3 separate regions of the Hordeum vulgare genome follow, and regions 1 and 2 are each linked to region 3. Evidence: chromatin contacts called from public Hi-C data. All regions are on one chromosome and are shown on one strand. The core of a region is the stretch at or near the end of the contact, and the rest is flanking DNA. Distances in the headings are between cores, read along the strand shown. Region 1 holds the start of LOC123443483 (SUN domain-containing protein 1-like). Region 2 has its middle 260 kb from the start of LOC123443485. Region 3 holds the start of LOC123443482 (cell number regulator 5).

Region 1 (4,931 bases), core at 1,072-3,571, 510 kb before region 3:
TACAACAAAGCTGAGCCTCCAGTCAATAAAAATAAAAATAACAGTAAAAACTACTGCCTTCGATCCAAATTAATTGACGCAGCCTCTATACAATGAATAGAGGACATTGTATAGAGGCTGCGTCAATTAATTCGAACCGGAGGGAGTACCTGAATTGTACTTTAAAAGTTCAAATTAACAGGAACAAAATAAAACAGCGGTATCATTGGCTTCAACTAAGATCAATAATATACCAAATTCCGAAATGGTGAAGTATAGTTCACTGGCTCAGAACTGTGATGAGTTCACTGGAAATATATTACTAGTATAGTTATTTAATAAAACTAGATGACACCCCACGCGTTGTTGCTGGAATCAGTTGCAATATATTTCAATGCGATTTGGTTTGTACATATTATATATTGTATTTGATTATTGTATAGTAGAAAAATATCTATTGAATACAAGTAGCATAATATAGTGGAAAACTTTTTCCATACATGTTGAGATGGCTCTTTGAGGTGGCATGGGTGGTGAGGTGGGATGTGTGCATATTGAGATAAATACAAGTATGGGGATCAAATAATAATGGAAACTTTTTCCCATGCATGTGCAGTGAGCCTTTGATGAGATGGCATGTGTGCATGTTGAGATTAATATATGTAGTGGGATCAACTATTTAGGTATATATAGGATGTGGTATTAAACAAAAGCATAATGTTTGAGAAACAAATCAGAAAGTGGTGCATCCGAATGTTCTGTGTGAAAAAAAAAACATCCACAAAGTTTTTAAGAACAATTATTCAGAGCAAATAGAGTGTACTGATAGTACTTGTGACTAGACATAAAGGCTTAAGAATGCTAACAACCAAACAGGTGTAGTTCGTAATTCGTATAAAATGGTCTCAAATTGACCTCCCAACATACCATGATAGTACCCAAATGCTACAAGAGAATATGCATCAAAACCCTTAAGCAAAATCACTCAGCTGCCACAAAAAAGTTATACATTAAGCCCCTTAAGGATCTTAACAATTTGTATTCACAAACAGGCAACAGCCAACTAATCATACTCCTACATTTTGGTCAAACTATCTATTTCATGAATAAACTTGAAATATATTAGGGCACCGAATAACTGAATGCAAGGTTAACAGAGAATTGTCAGGAAATATTACCTTGGACACATGCTCCAGTGTGACTGCCTCAGGGATTATCCCCTTCCTCAGTTGGATCTCCACAAACCCACTACTCCCCTTCAAGGGAAAGCACTGCCCGGGCTCCCCAAAGCTCGGCTGAAGTATCTTCTGTGACTGGTCACCATTGTCTCCACCACCAAATGGTAATGCAGAAAGAAGACCACCACGTTTCCCAGCATCATATGCCTCCGAGTAGCGGACAACTCTTCCCCCAGCAGATCCCACGGCATAGTCCACCCTGCCAACCCCATCGGCGGCATGCTTCTCTATTTCCCTCATGACGATCTCCCTGGCCAACGCGCGGACCTGATCCAGATCGACCTCAGTGCCAGAGTTTGAGCCTAGGCTCTCCTTGAACTCATCCAGGAATGCTTCAAACTGGTCCTTCCTGAGGAACTCCATCCGCCTGAGCCCGCCCAGCGCGTCGTTCAGGTCGTCGGTCCTGGCGTCCAGCAGGTTGAGCTGTCCCTCAAGGGCAAGCCTCTTCTCCTCCAGCAGCGCCGCGAGCTCGCCCCGAGCGGCCCCAACCTCGCCGTCGATCTTGCGGTCCACGGCCTCGAGCTGCACCTTCAGCGCCCCGAAGGCGCGGGCGAGGGAGGCCTCGACGTCGTCGACGCGGGCAGTGTAACCCGCGAGCGCAGCGTTGTCTGGCGGCGCGAGAGGGGCTGGGTGCGCCCAGCGCCAGGCCTGGTCGCCAAGGTAAAGGAGCACGGCTAGGAGGGCTGCGTTCTTGGCGGCGACGCTGAGCGCGGTCTGCCACCTGGGCCGACCGGAGGACGACAGCCCCCTCTTCCGCCGCGCCTGGGACAGGGGCGCAGCGGCGGCGGCAGCAGCGGCAGCGGTGCGCGACGTCGGGGTGGGGGGATGGGGGCGCTGGTCGAGGAGGAGGACCGGCCGCTTGCGCACCGGGGCGGTGGCGGCGGGGGGCCGGGATGCGATGGGGCTGGGGTCTAGGGCTACCGGGGTGACGGGGCTGGCCACCGCAGCGGCGGAGATGGACGGGGACGCCATGGGTGTGGGGAATCTGGTTCGAGGGAGAGGCGGTTGGGTGGAGTCGACTTTGGGGGGGAAATCGGTGGGGAATTCCGGGGAAATTGAATGGGTGGGGATCGAATCGAATGGAGTGAAGAGAGGGAAAGCAACAGCGTGGCAGGCACGCATACGCTGGGCTGGATCAAAAGCTGAAACGACGGTCCTTGTTCCTGCGGCCACCGACGGGTGGGGACGCAGGATAGGAACATTACCTTCACACATATCCACACGCCTACAACGTTGCCTCGAATCAATTTCGATGGTTTTGAGTAGTACTCCCTCTGTCACGGTTTAAGACACAGTTAAATTCACGTGTGTTTTTAAAATAGACAAGGTTTAAGGCGTGAAATCAATTACTTTTATTAATTAGTACTAGTATTACTCATGCATGCGCCTTCCCAATTTGCTGCTAACGCCGAGTGGAGTTGATGCATGCATGCATGCGCTGGTTATTAAGGCTGACCATAGTGGGAGTATCATATAGTAGTAGCATGCATATGGTACTATATATGATACTACCTTCATAATGCATAGTATCATAGATGACCTCATTTATTAACATGCATGACACATACTCCCTCCGTTCCGATGTGTTAGAGCATGGTTAATAGTATAGCCAACTGCTGGCTATAAGCAGTCTTATAGTCCACCTTATAACTAGCTTGTATAATAGTTAGCTATAAAAAAATACTACTTTTATCATATATGGCCCGCGTTTCATTCTCACAAAGCACCTAGGAGCACGTGCTAGAGCTGACTCTTTACGAAGAGCCCGTTTCCCTTCTCTCTCCTCTTCTCTCTCATTCAACTCAGCAAAAATATAGTATTTTAATCCTTACAGTCTGTTGACTGTACCTTATTGTACTTGCTCTTAGGCCTCTTATGAAATGCAGGGCGACCACGGTGGTTTTCCATTAGCTACGTGATATGTTCCTTCCCTCCAATCAGCATTTAGTTGGTACTCCCTCCGTTTCAAAATATAAGACATTTTAGAGATTTCACTAAGAGACTACATACGAAACAAAATGAGTGAATGCACATCCTGGTACACTGACATAGGCATTCATATAGAGTCATATTGTTTCACAGTTTTTCATATAGAGTTGTAAGTAGATCGAAGTGTGATGTTTATCATTATTAGAGTACTATCTTAGTGAGGAAAGGATGATGGAGACAATGAGTCCCCCATGAGTCGGGATGAGACTCCAGACAGAAAAAGAAAAAAAGGAAAAATGAGAGAAAAAGGGAAAAAGAAAAAAGAAAAAAAGAAAAAAAGAGAGAAAAGAGAGAAGGGAGAGTGCTACTACCTCTTTTCCCACACCTCTGCTTAGTGAAAGCACCATGTTTTTCATATAGAGTCTCATCTTTTGTCATTTTCATATGCTAGTGGGCATTTTTCATTATAGAACTTGGCTTGCATATTTCGATGATGGGCTTCCTCAAATGCCCGAGGTCTTCATGAGCAAGCAAGTTGGATGCACACCCACTTAGCTTCGGTTGAGCTTTCATACACGTATAGCTCTAGTGCATCTGTTGCATGGCAATTCCTACTCCTCGCATTGATATCGATTGATGGGCATCTTCATAGACCATTGGTCCGCCTAGTTGATGTGATACTTTCTTCTCCACTTTTACTCATTTGATAGGTACTACCATATTCTATTCTACCTATATGTTATGTCCATGGTTCTAGCTCATGTATTGAGTGAGGTATAAAATGATGAAGTGCATAAAGATGTACGATCCAATTGCTTGGCTTAACACTATGGTGCTTGAAATTTGTATTTATATGGTGAAGACGGAGCCATGCCATGCTAATATGGTAAAATGAATGGGGGGGGGGGTAAACATTCTTTATCAAAATTGATGATTGTGTTACTTATGTATATGGATATTACTATGTTGATGTTTATTAGTTAGTCATTTCTCAGTGATCATACCTAAAAAGGAATACATGTTAGGTAACATGTCACATCAAAATTTGTTTTTATCATTTACCTACTCGATGACGAGGAGGAATTAAGCTTGGGGATGCTGATGTATCTCCAATGTATCTAATTTTTTTGATTTCCCATGCTATTATATTATCAATCTTGGATTCTTTATATGCATTTATATGTTGTTTTATATCATTTTTGAGAACTAACCTATTAACCTAGTGCCAATTGCTAATTTCTGCGAGTTATTGGCTTTTTAGGAAATCAGTACCAAACAAAGTCCAATGCAATAAAACTTTTTGGTGATTTTTTTGACAAAAATAAGTACTGGAAGCTTCAGAGGGATACCTGACGCCACACGAGGTAGCTCCAAGCCACGAGAGCGTGCCCAAGGGGGTGGTCACGTCCTGATGGCTTGGGTCCACCTCCTGATGCCTCTTGCCCTAACTCCACATCTATAAATCCTGATATGTTGGGAAAACAACATAGAGCCACCCAAAAAATACTTTTTCCTCCGCCACAAGTCTCTATTCCACCATGATCCCATCTGGAGCCCTTTTCGGGTGCCCTGTCAGAGGGGCGATCGATCATGGAGGTCCTCTACATCAACCCTACTGCTCCCATGGTGATTTGTGAGTAGTCTACCATAGATCTACATGTTGGGGAACGTCGCATGGGAAACAAAAAAATTCCTACGCACATGCAATCCTATCCATGGTGATGATCATCTACGAGAGGAGCGATTGAATCTACATACCCTTGTAGATCGCTAAGCAGAAGCGTA
Region 2 (4,400 bases), core at 1,660-4,159, 770 kb before region 3:
ATGGTATACGGTATTATATATGGGCTGACAGGATGAAGCAACGGTGACACACATAATGAAGACTTATTTTCCTTGTTTGGTCGGTGGGTATCTCGGTTATCGATAAATTTGAAAATGAGTGTCATCATTACGCGAATAAGCACTCTAAATGTTATTTCTCACTTATAGCTTCAAGGATTTCGGCCTGCCGGCCCATTTTCTCTCATCGCAGTTGCACTTGCTCGCTCGACGTGTTGGTGGCTGTACAGGTTTAGTGTCGTTTCTCTTTGGACGCTTATGCGCCTGTTCACAAACGGGCACCTGTAACGCATCCCTTCACCTGTATGGGATGGGCCGGTTCATCTTTATTCGTTAAAACGTTTAGAAAAAAGGGACGCTGTGGGAGTTCGAACACGTGACTAGTTACTTCGATGCGAGCGACGCCCATTACTACGCGACAAACGACTACGTGTTACAAACATGTTATTCCTGTTTTTATTTGTTGCTCCGATAGCGGGAATTCCTCAATTTTTGGAAGCTTCCAGAACCTTCCCAAACCGTTTTACCCGATTCGCTGGTCATTTGCGGGGCTGTTTTATTGGGGTTTTATTTTTTCATTTTATCTTTTAAGTTAATGCGTGAATTTTTTCAAAATTCGTGTTTTTATTAAAAATTGATGATTTTCCTTATTAAAAAAATAGATGAACTTTTCTGACCTGTGGTGAACTCTCTTAAAATTTTGATGAACTTTATTTTTAAAATTTTGATGAACTTTCTTCAAATTTCATGAACTTTTTTCGAAATTCGATAAAGTTTTGAAATTTGATTATTTTTTTAAAATTGATGAACTTTTTTCAGGTTCATGAACTATTTTTTAAAAATCCATGAATTTTTTAAAAATTTATGAACCCATTTTCCAGATCAGATTGAACATTTAAAATGCGTGAACATATTTTCAAATGTTTTTGCTTTTTGGTACTTCCTATACGAAAGCGACCGTAAAACTGGGCTGGCCCAATTTCCTGGGCGCGTGGGCGCCAGTTCTCCTAGCCGACGTTTAATACGCCGACTAGGAACTCCCCGACTTTTGTCCTATTTCTTTTAGGTGCCATTTGCTTTTTTCTCCTTGTATTTTGTTTTTTATTTTGGTTTTCATTATTTATTCACTGGTTTTCTATTTGTTTCTTTCATTGTTGGTTTTCACCTTTTTAAGATATCTTTCTATTGTTCTCCTGTTTTCATTGGTTTTCCTTGTTTCCTCCTTGGTTTTCTTTTTTTAACTGTTTATTTCTCCATTTCATTGTTTTCATTCTTTCGTACGAAATTTCTTTTGTTTTTTGTTGGTTTTATTTGTTTCAATTTAATATTTCAATGTTATTTTTAGTTTTCCTTTATTTCTTTGTCGTTTTCTCTCTTTTATACTCGGTTACCTTCGGATTTCTTTGTTTCTTTCCCGGTTTACAAGGTTTTAAGCTGCCTTTTGTTGTACTCCTTCCGTCCGGAAATACTTGTCCTAGAAATGTATAAAAAGGATGTATCTATAACTAAAATAAGTCTAGAAACATCTACTTTTAGGACAAGTATTTCCGAACGGAGGGAGTATATTTTTTCTATACCCTTTAGTGTAGAACATGAACATTTTTTATATATATTAAATTTTTTCATATACATGAAACATGTTCCGTATATGTTTGAAATATGTTTTATGGACATGTCGAATATTTTGTAAATACATGATTAAACTTTTCTCCAAATATTTGATTTTTGATTTTTAGTTTTAAAAATCTATATTGCAGATTTATTTATATCTAAGGAACATTTTCATACTGATGTTTAACATTTTCTATATATATGTGTGTTTTAAACATTATTTTTATAAAAATATAATATTTTTAATATACATTATTAAGATTTTTCGTTTATATGTTTTTGATATCTAACTTTTTTACACGTTGTGCACTTTTTGTATACATCAGGAATAGTTTTTATTCACAAGTTTAATTTTTTAATTATATCATTAACATGTTTTCATATATTTAGTTTTTATGTCTACTTTTACCATACAGGTTGTACATTATATATAAAAAGAAAATCTATTCATGTTTACTACTTTTCAAATGCATGATTAAGTGTTAATTCAGAGGTTACGTTTTGCAATTTTTCTAATATATATAAAAAATCAAAATTTTCATGTTTTTCCTATACTTCGGTTTTCTATTTTTCTTCCTTGCATTTCTTCTTTCTTATGTTTCTTGGTCTTTTCTTATCATTTTTTCAACACATTTGTACTTTTTTTTTATCTTTACACAGTTTTATATTTAGTGCACAAATGAAAAGTTTTTTGGTACACATTGTACATTTCTCAGATGTACAATGTATGTTTCAAAAAAAATTAATACCATGTGTTGAACAGCTTTTCTAATACTTGGTAATAAATGGTCGGTACATTTTCAAATACTTGTTGAAATATTTTCTAAATGGTAATAAAAAATTATTCAATACTACGCGAAAAAAAATTATATTCATTTTTAAGTATCCTAAATATTTTTTGTAAACACGGGAACAATTCTATAAAATGTCACTTACATTTGTTTAAATGGTATGAAACATTTTTTCTACTATGCAAATTAATTATTTTTGACACTGTATATACATTAAAAACACATGGATTGTTCTTAAATACCGAAAAACAAATCATGCCCACGAACATTTTGTAAAATTATACAAATGTTTTAGTTGCACAAACAAATTTTTTTCAGTGTTAACAGTTTTCAGATTCACGTGTTTTATTTTTAGGATTTTCTTTATTACAAATAAAAATAGGATAAAAGGAAGAAAATAAACACGATGTCGACGCCTGGTCCCTATTGAGCCAGTCCAACACCGACTCCGTATAGTGTGCTCACGGGCAAGACTGCCCTATGTCCTGCTACGAGCGAGACATAGGCTGTCCCTATAAACCGAAGATCTCTGCAATACTTTTTTGGGCCACAATGGATCCATTAGTAGCCGACGCCATCTGATTCTCTCCAAGGGCCGAAAACTAGCCCTAACCTAAAAGGTAGCTCCAATTCTTATTTAGTATCTTAAGCACTACTTTCTCTATCCTAAAACAAGTGTCTCAATCTTAATGTAGTTTTGTATTAGAGATAGTATAAAGTTGAGTCGTTTATTAGAAATGGAGAGAGTAGTTATTACTTTTTGTGAAACTTGGTGCACACCGTCTGTTGCTATGTCCTTTTACCATTTTTCTTTTATGCTCGTCCACACCGCCATGTGCCAAGTTTCTCTACGCTAATATGGCTGGTCCATATATAGTTTTTTATCCCTAAAAAATGTAGGCTATTTTTCTCAGTTTTGGGACGCTTTTACAAGGTTTCATAGTTTTTTTCTGGGTTAATGTTCGCCTAGTTTTCTTGGGACGAGTTATGAAGGTTTTTAATTATGTTTCCTTTTCTGTTTTTTCATTATTTTTTCCTTTTCTGTTTTTTCTTGGCCCGTTTTCAAATTCGTGAGCTTTTTTTAATATTATGAACGTTTTTCAAATTTGTAAATGTTTTTTGAACTTCTAATCCCTTTTCAAATTCTTGACCGGTTTTCAATCCATGAACTTTTTTCAAAAAAAAATTAAATTCATGAACTTTTTTCAAATTTGCGAATATTTTAGAATTCATGATCTTTTCAAACTCGTGAGTATTTTCAAATCCTTGAACCTTTCTTAAACTGGTGTTTCTTTCAAATTAGGAACGTGTTTGCATTCCAAATCTCTAATTGTGTAGAGAAAGTCGACACACAATGGTCATGAACCAACGACCAACCAATCAAACAAACAACGGTCAACCAAGCGAACAAATGTGAGGGTGATTTAGCGAGGTAGCAGTTACGTTATTGGGCCGACCCACGCGGGTACACATGTCAACGTGGGTTTGGCTCGCGAGCGCTTGAAGAGCCGACTAACAAGTCTCAAAGGCAGTGCCACTCTCTCCTAATTTTAGGCAACTCACGAACGAGCTAGGGGCACAGGAGATACTACTCAAGTGGGGCCTCTTAGGGCATGTTCAAGGTGGGCATTTATTTTGGTTCACACACTAGTAATTCAGTGGGCTTCCAAGTTTATATCTAAACAGTCAGAATAGGCGAGATCCAGTTATCTCATCCAAATGGAGAAGAGTTATAAAAGAGTGTCAAGTGTCCACTACATCGAATCTGAGAGGTTGGTCCAAGACAACCCCTCTCTTGGACCCTTATGTTGCTACACTCCACCCCTCCGCTCTTTGCCCTCGCTCTCGGAGCTCCCTGATGTAGGATCGAAAGTAGGTCGAGAGGGAGTGACTAGACTACTTGATCAATTAAAAATATTGTCTTTTCTCAGTTTTAGTTATTCGTAGATTATAGAAATTCTATCAAGTCTACTAGCACCC
Region 3 (4,526 bases), core at 1,679-4,178:
TCTGACGCGCATCCTTCTGTGCCACCAAATATACCAGTTAGCCGTAGCAATTAGTTTCGGCAGATCAAACTCGTCCATGTAAGGTTTCTGCACCGTCTGATCAGATAGTAGGAACTCCAAAACAGCTGCTCCCGACCGGTCTACCAACATAGCATCCGAAATGGTGCTCCATATACCTAGGACATACCAAACTTCTCTAGCTCGCTTGCAGCTAAATAGGGCATGCTTTATATCTTCAACACCCGCATTACATATTGGACATTGGGAGACATTCCCAATACGTTCAAGAACACAAAAGCAAGGTATCACATTATGTAAACATCTCCACACAAAAAACTTTACCTTGCGAGGTAGCTTCAAACTCCATATTTTCTTCCATATTGGATGTGGTGCCCTCCCACCGAACCGGTGCACTCTCATCATCTGCATACGTTGTCTCCCACTGTTTATAATATGCCGATCTAACATAAAATATCCTGCTCCTTGTCACATGCCATGCGACATAATCTTCCTTCCCATGATGGTGCAAAGGGATTTGTAAAATGCGTTTTGCATTTATGTACCATAAGTTATCATGGATCAGGCGCTCATCCCATTCTCGTGTGATTGGGTCTATGAGTTTGATCACCTTTATGAGCATTTGGTTACCTTGGACAGTGACCACTTTCCTTGAAAAGCTATTGGGAATCCAACAATCGATCCATATGTTAATATTTGCACCATCCCCTACTCTCCAGATGCATCATTTCTTGAAGGTTTGTATGCCCACCCAAATGCTCCTCCAAACATAAGAAGAACAACTCTTTAATTCACAATTCAAAATGTCACCAGCGGGATAATATCTTGCTCTTAGAACTCTTGCACATGAAGGCTCATTTTGCTCAATCAGTCTCCATCACTGTTCGGCCAACATGGCCAAGTTAAAACTTTGTACATCTCGGAACCCCATACCTCCTTTCTCCTCTGTCACACACATTTTCCACCAAGCAAACCAATGGATCCTTCTATGGTCTTCCTTGTCGCCCCACCAAAATTGCGATATTGCATCAGTGATTCCCTTACAGTTTTTTTTGGGATTTTAAATACACTTATCGCATATGTAGGGATGGCTTGGCCCACCGCTTTAATCAATGCTTCTTTCCCACCATAGCATAGAGTTCTCTCTTTCCAACCATTCACCATTTTCTGGATTCTCTCAATAAGGTGTTTGAAACAATTTACCTTATCCACGCCAATCATAGATGGCAGCCCCAAAATACTTATCAAAAAGAGATTTCGTCATTATATTCAAGATCTAGCACACGTCAGCCTTTGTTTCCACCTCTGTATTAGGACAAAAGAAAATAGAACACTTGGCCTCACTCACCACTTGGCCAATGTCGAACAATAATCATCCAGTATTGTCCTCAATGTTCGAGCATTCATAGGATCAACTGTCATCAATATAAGAGAGTCATCATCAAATAATAGATGTGAAATTTTGGGGGAGTCACGACACACCTGTACTTCCTTTAAATTCCAAACATTCTCCTCGTGATCAATTAGTGCAGATAGACCTTCCGCACACAAGAGAAACAGATAAGGAGATAGTGGATCCCCGTGCCGAAGACCCCTGGTTGGTGAGAATGGTAAGGTTTCGTTTGAGTTGAACCTTACTTTGTAGTGAACGAAGTCACACACACCATTACTAGGTTGATCCATCTCGCATCAAAGCCAAGTTTCCCAAGTATGGATTTTAGAAACACCCACTCTACTCTATCATATGCTTTCTCCATGTCTAGCTTCACCTCACAAGTTCCAACTTCCCCCTGTTTTCCTTTTCTTCATCGTATGCAGGCACTCATATGCCACAATTACGTTGTCAGTAATAATCCTTCCTGGCATGAAGGCACTCTGTGTTTCGCTGATGATATTTGGAGTAGTAATCTAAGTCTCGGAGCCAACATCTTTGATATAACTTTATAAAAAATGTTACATAAGTTGCTGGGTCTAAATTGGGATATCGTCTCCGGATTCTCAATCTTCGATATGAGCATAATAGTTGTCATGTTCCACCCTTCCGGGATGAACCCAATATTAATTGCATGCATCACTTCTTGTCCCAATTCCTCACCTAGAATTGGCAAATTTCTCATAAAAGATTGCGTGTAATCCATTCGATCCGGGTGCCTTCAAATCCCCGATGCTAAATAAGGCACTCTTGACCTCCTCGGTTGTGTACGGTGCTAGCATAGTGGTGGCCTGGTAGTTAGAGGTTAGTGCTCGAATCCCCATGTGCATATCTTTTTGACTTTCCAAAACAGGAAAATAAATCCATAATGGGCCGACCCAATGCCGCTCAGACGTCAATTGCAGAGAACCAGACGCATGCAAAATAGGAAAAAAAGCAGAAAACACTTCAAACTATGCCTCTCGCTTAAGCAAAACCGTATCTCCCACGAAAAACAAAGTCACGATTTTTTTTATTTTTCGCCCAAAAGCTAAGGAATACCGATGAAAAACTGGAACGCAAAAAAACTTAAAAAAATAATAATCTAGAAAGTCAAAAATGTATGTGAAAAAAAGACAAAATTCGAAGAAAACGTTGAGAACATGACACGTGGCGGAGGCTAAAACCGCATCAAATGACAATGCATCGGACTGATTGTTAAGAGGCTTTTAAGGAAATGCTCCTCAACTAGTTACTCTCAACCGGTGTCTGTGATGTTAAATGCGGAGTAGGATTCGTCCGCAACGGGTGCCGAGCAAATGCCCGCCGAGACGGCATGGCCCACATATAAACGTGCCTAGGCGTGCTGTGCTGTCATGTTTAAGCGTGGGCTGGGCCGTACTGTGCCAGCCCACTTGGCTAGGTTTGGCTGCATCGCCATGGTGGCTGAGGGAAAAACTTGGGCGAGCACCGACAGTTCCGCCGCGAATCTCAAAGCGCTGCGGCGGTTTCTCAAGGTGAGCTTCCTCGGAACGTGTTACGTGTTCTCCGGTTCTTCCCCGAGCTAAGCTCGACCTCGCCCTCCCGTCCATTCCTAACACGCACCGGATATCTCCTCCTGCCGAAGCGCATGTACGACGCCGGCAATACAGCCACCGGCTCCCCTCCCCTTCCCTCTTATCTGCCGCCCGAATATCCGACGGGTGGCATCCGACGCGATTTTCTTTTGTTGGCTTTTGCCCAAATCTCACCTCGTTCCTGGATCGGGTTTCTGCTTTCTTTCTTGATCAATTGAAATCTGGAATCCGCAGCTCGGGCATTCGGCGGACAGAGCGTTCCGGAACTGGTGAGGCGAGGCCGCGGATAAGCACCAATTTGGTCGTCGGCGCTTCAGGGGTCTTTACCGATTTATTGGTGAGCAGTCTGGCATTTTTTACTTGTTAATTTATCTCACGTCCTCCCTGATAGGATTATTTACCATTATTATAAGAGTTCCGTGTGGCGCAATCGTAGGAAAGAATCCGTTGTTACCGTTATATGGTTTCTCGATTTGTGGATTAGATCCATAATTCTGTTTCTATGTTGAGTTCATGAGTTCGACACCGAATAGGAAAGCTTGAATTCATATCGCGTGAAGATGGTGGTTCCGATGCAAAATCTATCTTTTCCCACGAACAACCAGGAATGTTGTCTTGCTTGTTTTTGCCAACTTGCTATATTTCTCGATTATATATTTCTTGTGAGTTATCTGGATTAGGACATGCTATCAATTCAAGAGTTAATTGGTAAACATGCATTTACTCTTTCAAAAGCATGCTGAATTCTTCTGTTGGTCTTTAATACTCCTGAAGTTTACAATTCGAAATGGCATCGCGAAACCTCAAACACACCCGGAGTTCACAATTCATAATGTCATCACTAAAGCTCGGTCTTTGCACCACGTTATGCGGCAGTGTTGAATGTTTTATCTTCTCTTAGTGAAGTTGTAATTCTTTTATTTTACCAGAACTGCCTTTGTGTTACAGAGATGGTTGGAAAAGGAAGCTATGTTCCGCCGCAGTATGTTCCGTTATATGGTGTAGATACTGAGGAGGATAGCGTTCCTGAGGTGGAGGAGAACATTGCCACGCGCCAAAGATTAAGCAGGGATCCTACACAATGGTCTTCAGGCATCTGTGCTTGTTTTGATGATCCACAGAGCTGTATGCTACTTTCTGACCCGTGACTCCTTGAATTACAGAAGGAAAGATAAAAGGTGCTATTTGGTTGCATGATAGGATAAAAAGTAAATCTTCAAACGGTACCTAGTAGCCTATTTAATATCTTCGTTTTTCTGTACCTAGTGGTGGTTAGTCTGATGTTCTCTTAGTCTTACTACATAGTGCATAAGGAAGTAGGAGCAAGTGCATAATACAGAGAGAAATTGTTCATAGTTATGACTCATGAGAAAAACTTCTTGCCTTTATTTTTTGAATTTCAGTAGTTGGTGGTGCTCTGAGTTATATGTAGTTCTTGTAGAGACGGGCAGTACCTCTATATTTCTTGGCCGCTGGGGTAACCTGGTCAAATGCTTAGCTACACCTCTAGGTTATAAATA

Evidence for each region. A called contact is a pair of places that touch in the nucleus more often than the background predicts.
Region 1: a contact with region 3 is called in a Hi-C map of seedling, with 4 times the contacts expected there. The contact joins the promoter of LOC123443483 here to the promoter of LOC123443482 in region 3. A contact is called at or near these places in 3 of 6 Hi-C or Micro-C datasets (leaf and seedling).
Region 2: a Hi-C map of seedling shows a contact between it and region 3, with 2.9 times the contacts expected there. The contact joins the enhancer-like site here to the promoter of LOC123443482 in region 3. A contact is called at or near these places in 2 of 6 Hi-C or Micro-C datasets (leaf and seedling).

What each region holds. Positions count from the first base shown.
Region 1 is chr3H:192,526,565-192,531,495 of MorexV3_pseudomolecules_assembly, reverse strand. It overlaps LOC123443483 (SUN domain-containing protein 1-like), which reads right to left and starts at 2,321. Exons shown (of 2, transcript XM_045119865.1): 1 at 1,158-2,321. The coding sequence starts at 2,189.
Region 2 is chr3H:192,787,025-192,791,424 of MorexV3_pseudomolecules_assembly, reverse strand. It overlaps the pseudogene LOC123441620. Among protein-coding and RNA genes, the nearest start is that of LOC123443485, 260 kb to the right of the region's middle. Within about 2 kb of position 2,909, at least 3 of the 3 cell types and tissues checked have open chromatin away from gene starts, as enhancers often do. A contact at or near this core is called in leaf and seedling, where this site is marked.
Region 3 is chr3H:192,015,003-192,019,528 of MorexV3_pseudomolecules_assembly, reverse strand. LOC123443482 (cell number regulator 5) reads left to right here and starts at 2,928. Exons shown (of 5, transcript XM_045119864.1): 1 at 2,928-2,946; 2 at 3,241-3,343; 3 at 3,955-4,131. The coding sequence starts at 3,957.